Regions from separate parts of the Mus musculus genome. Here region 2 is linked to region 1. The links are chromatin contacts, called in public Hi-C maps. All regions are on one chromosome and are shown on one strand. The core of a region is the stretch at or near the end of the contact, and the rest is flanking DNA. Distances in the headings are between cores, read along the strand shown. Region 1 has its middle 23 kb from the start of Gm46217. Region 2 has its middle 50 kb from the start of Gm35179.

What was found. A called contact is a pair of places that touch in the nucleus more often than the background predicts.
Region 2: a Hi-C map of uterus shows a contact between it and region 1, with 7 times the contacts expected there. The contact joins two enhancer-like sites. A contact is called at or near these places in 2 of 484 Hi-C or Micro-C datasets (both in uterus) and 1 of 9 other capture datasets (embryonic stem cells).

The regions. Positions count from the first base shown.
Region 1 is chr10:22,874,568-22,877,267 of GRCm38.p6, reverse strand. No RefSeq gene overlaps it. Among named protein-coding and RNA genes, the nearest start is that of Gm46217, 23 kb to the right of the region's middle. Within about 2 kb of position 1,362, at least 25 of the 459 cell types and tissues checked have an H3K27ac peak or open chromatin away from gene starts, as enhancers often do. A contact at or near this core is called in uterus, where this site is marked.
Region 2 is chr10:23,051,513-23,054,212 of GRCm38.p6, reverse strand. No RefSeq gene overlaps it. Among named protein-coding and RNA genes, the nearest start is that of Gm35179, 50 kb to the right of the region's middle. Within about 2 kb of position 1,297, at least 3 of the 459 cell types and tissues checked have an H3K27ac peak or open chromatin away from gene starts, as enhancers often do. A contact at or near this core is called in uterus, where this site is marked.

The DNA of each region.
Region 1 (2,700 bases), core at 113-2,612:
GTACATAGCAACAGTAGCCAGTCATAACAGGAGAGAACTACTAACAATTTCTTTTAAATAATTACATTCAAAGCCTGGCTCAAAAACTACAGCAATACTCTCATCAAAAGTACTTGAAGCTCTTTGGAAATAGCAGTGCTTTGTCTGATGAAACATCTCACAAGGACTTGATAGTGAAGTCAGAGATAGGTTTTAGGCCGTGTGAAGCAGTCAGAAATCTGAGCCCTCTCATTTTGTGTGTTTGAACTCACATCTCATTTTTCTGTATTTTCCTGCCGTCCTCAAGGGTACTATCGGAACTTCTGCTTCCTCATACACAGCATCCAGCACACACTTGATGACTAGGTGTTAATTTTGTTACCACTAAATGAATACATTTTAAAGCTGTGGGTTAAAAGATGCTAAACTGCTGTAGCAAACAGTGATGAAAACTGGCATAAGCCAGAAGCTGTGGAGATTCATTTCTTCTATATGCACTGTCCCAGGACCACTTCCCCCTCCATGTGAAAGTCTCTGTGACCTCCAGAAACGCAGCATCTTCTCCATCCAGTTGCCAGAAGCTGAAGATCAGAGAGGACTGATCTAGGGAGCACAGCGTTCATGGTGCTTCAGGGAAATGCTGAGAGAGGATGAGAGCTGAGATGTGGGTTATTTACCTGGCTATAAAGCAGAAGAAAGACTAGACCTGTGGAGGTCGCTGAAAGCCACAGTCACTCCCTCTTAAGCTACAGGAAGGAAAGAATGCTAAGTACTCTAAGTGCCCCAATAAATCTTAATATTAAAAGCTCATAGTAATTATGAAATAGTAAAACTACATATAGTGAAGTATGTTACACAGAAAAAAAAATTTTAAACCCACAAGTGTTGTCAGCTTCTAAGTGCAACAGACAGCTCGTCAGTCTCATACAAATCAAAGGCGTTATGAAAGTTAATCTATCTACTGGCTGGGTTACACTGTGGATTCAACGTCCACTACATTTGAGGATCAACAGAATAAGATGATATGCACTTTATATAACAATTGTACAATCTGTGATTCTACTGCTACACAGCGAAGCTAGAACGATTTTCTTGTTACGGGCATCTCTAATTTCTTTCTTTGGGGTTTGTGTGTGTGCCAGGGTATGCGTTTGTTTTCCTGGTTGTGTGGGTTTCCTTTTCATAGTTTTGCTGTCTCCATAAATAGATCAGGTGCACACGATTAGGTCTTTGTCTCCTCTCTATCACCAAAACTCCTTGTAGACAAAGCAAAACATGCCACAATCTTGGTCTAATTAAAGCCTGGCCAAATGAGTATGTACTAAGCAGTGTGCGCTCAGGTCAGCAGGCCACCCACCAAGCAAGTGGAAAAAGAAGATGCGGGTTATCCCACAGAGAACTGGATGCGCCTTCAGAGAAAACAGAAAATAGTGTATTTGGCCACTGTCAAGTACAAATAGTACTTCACATGGTGGCACGCAGGCCACATGTGTGCTGAATCTTGAGAGCATACTTGGAAAGAGAGAAATAGCAGTCTGACATCTGTAGGGCAGAGTGACCTTCCTCCACTGCCTTCCCCCCAATATTCCCAAAAGACTAATTCTAGGGAGAAAATGATAAAAATACATAGTCATTTAAGGATAATGACTGAAGTTTTCCAACTGAGTTTCTAAATATGTTTAAACAAAAAGGTTGTCTGGGTCTAAATGGATTTCAAAAGATGAAAAAACTTTAATCTCTTCTAATGCTCTAGACATATTTTCACTTAACAGAATTCCTCATTAGTTTTTAACTATTAGTTTAAATCTTGCCAACTGGAAGCAAGCAGAAACTTGCGGATGTGCGGCCGATAACTGATTCTCAAATGGGAGTTGGTAGGAAAAACTCAGAGCCTCCACGGAGATAATGAGACCAGGAATGTGGAGTTTGGGAAACTCCCCAAGCTGAGGCTGACTCCTCCACCCTATCCTTGTCTAGAGCCACTGCTGAGCTGTTACTTCACAGTGTGAGGGCAAACTGCTCTCCTGTGGACTAGCCAGAAAATAAAAACAGGGTACTTTCCCTTCTCCTTGGAAGTTATGAAGGAACAAGGAATGGTCATAGAAAAATAGTCAAAGACAGAAAATTGCTTCAAAAGGCATACATGTGAGGGAAATGAATGGTCCTTTCTTTTCCTTCAAATGTTTCCTGTTTTTTAAGGTTCTCACATATATGTGTGTGTATGTATATATGTGTGCATGTATATATGTGTGTATATGTATATATGTGTATATATATATATGTGTGTGTATATGAATATATATGTATGAATGTGTATATGTGTATACATGTGTATGTTTATATGTGTGTGTTTGTTTATATGTGTGCATATGTGAATATGTATATATGTATATATATGTATAAATGTATGTGTGTATGTGTATATATGTGTATGTACATATGTATATGTGTATGTAAGTGTGTAGATGTGTATATGTGTACATATATGTGCATATTTATATATGTATGTATACATGTGTATGTATATATGTATGTGTGTACGTATATGTATAAACGCGAATATGTATAGATGTATGTGTATATGTGTATGTATATGCAGCTATGTGTATGTGTTTATGTATATGTGTATATGTGAATATATATGTATGTGTGTATGTATATATGTGTATATATGTGTAGGTCTATAAGTGCATTTATGTCTATGTACATATGTGTATATGT
Region 2 (2,700 bases), core at 48-2,547, 180 kb before region 1:
AAGAAAACTGTACTGTTTATAGAGAAACAAAAATGTAACAGAGCAACTGGGGTCCAACTAGCAAGTCCATCTGACAGGACAGGTTTCCTTCATAGGAGATGCTTAGTGGATCATTGTCGGATGAGACATTGTATGAGAGTCATAGACATAAGGCAAAAGCAGTGACTTGTAGAAATCGTATTAGAAAAATATCAGAACTGAGAGCAATGGCAGGTGTACACAGGAAACATTGGGCCTTGTACAGGAAGTGCAGGACCTCTCACAGGGTGCCAACCCTGGGAGCTGTGGAAGAGGGATGCAAAGTTATCAGATGTGAGTTGAAGTCTTCTTTATATAAAACTGCAGGATGTAATGAATTTGTTTTGTGTTGTTTGAACCTTTTCTTCCCTGATAGAACCAGAAAGCTGCATGAAAACTCATCAATTCTCTGCACTTCTGAGAATGTATGATCCCAGGAACACAGCTGAGCAACTGTAGTTACTCAAATCGGGAGGGGAAAGGGAGGGTGGGGGTGGAGAAGCTCCATGGGAAAAATGTAATAGTTTTAATGTCACTGCAAGACGTCTTGCTGATGTTTTAGCTACGGATTAAAAAGAAAAGAAAACTAGAAGAGAAAAGCGGAGGTTGTGTCCAGGATAAAATGAGTCATGGTTTAACGACTAAACAGAATCTCCAGATTATAGGAACACAAACGCACTCATGTCAAGATTTGTGGACCTGGACCCCCTGCACTCGACGATGGCTGCCCAATAGGCTTTCTTTTTTTACTAACAAACCAATTTTTGCTTTTCTTTTACTACAGTAATTGTTATTCTTGTAAAATGATCTTTGCAAAGTAGCATTTTCCTAGTCTTTGTAACCTCATATAAGAAAACACCCATATTTCTCTTGCCATTATCACAGAGGACGGCTGCCTCCCAACTTCAGAGAGAACAAAGTTATAGTCTTCTGAATACATGGGTGGTAGTTTGAACTTGACCTAACACAGTCAAGCTTACAAGTAGCCTAACTTCCAGAAAGAATGCCTGAGCTCAAGGTAGAGATGCTATATGGTGCTCTACTGTGGGGGTGGCATGAGTTTTCCAAAATATCTGGGAGGTAGGCAAGTCAAAGATGGCTGTAAGGACCAATCACTGTTTCTGATTTCGTATTTTCTATACATTAGTGAAAGAGTTAAACAACATGTTTGAAGGGAACGTTTAATAACAGAAGACATTTATGATGTTTACTCAATGTTCTGGACCATTAAGCATCAATGACATGAGTTATTGTATGTAATATCTGGCCAAAAATCTTCGACCAGGCTGCATTTTACAACTCTCAGGGCTGCCAGCATCCCAATTTAAAATAGCAATCTGTGGTCAGACCCTTGTTTTCTCAGAGGACTTTGGATTTGAAAGGATCTCGTGTTGCCAGAAAGTACCTTTTGAAGTTTACATTAAGATGGATATTTATTTATTTTTTGCCTATAACAATGACAGTGGTTGAGATAAACTGTTTAATTCTAAATAGAAAACACATCTGCTGTGTCTGCATTGTTTGTGGTTGCTGGAGGGGTGACAATTTAAACCAAGTAGCACACATGACATTTTAAGTGAGATGCCGCATGACGGCTCGCAGCTGCTAACGTTGTCCTCTTGTGCTCTGAGTGGCCCAGTGTGGGTGCCCGAGTCAAAGTTCCCCGTAAGTGAGCCTACTGTGCATGGGTAGCCAGTGCCTTCTGAGGACTCAACCCCATGGTTTCCCTAGTTACACTTACGTGTCAATTTATGCAAATAAACCAATATGTATTTTTTCACCCTTGTTTGCTGTTCGTTTGAACATATAGAATGTATAGATTCATCTGGAAAGTGGACATCTTTGTACCCTTAAATTCTTCTATAAATGTTCCTCATGCTTCATAAAAATTTCAAAAATATATTCACATAGTACTGTACAATTCTTGTTACACCTAGTGCCTATGTATTGAAAAAACAGCCATTTTGAATTGGCTGTAGCCTGTAATATGGACCTTCCTCCTTTTTTTCTTTTTTTGTATGAAGTGGAATTAGTGACTTGACTGTCAGTTTCTAACCAGTAGGCTGACTGAATCTCCTATTATGTTATGCTTTTCAGTTCATAGGGATAGAAGGGCTTGTGTAAGTTATGATAATGTTGCTTTCTATATTATAAATAAGATATGCATTTAGTTTTATTATTTTTCGGTCAATTATCTAATACTGTCAATGCACTATTTAAAATGATTGCAGTACTGGGTATTGTAATCAGTTTTCTGATGCCGTTACAATACTGAAGGTAGTCAACTTAGATTGGGTAAGATGTATCTTGACAGGATCCTTCTGCTTATATCACCCAACTCCATCACTCTGGGCCTTGGCCGATGCTGATCTTGAAGGTGAGGCCATGTACCGTGGTGGGCCATGCAATGGTTCAGGTCCTGGCAAGCCAGATGTGACCAACAGAGAGAAGAAGCAAGGCCACCTGGTTTCCATTGTCCCCTGTGAAGCCATACTCACAGTGAGCTAATCCTCCCAACACCACTCCTGACTGCGCAGGTTTCTACCACCTCCAATAGTAACCCAGCTGGGAATAAGAAATTCAACATATGGGCTTGGGGGTAACATTTAAGATTCAATCACAACTCTACACAGGTGCATTTTTCTTCTTGATTTCAAAGATATTTTCTACTATCTACCATTA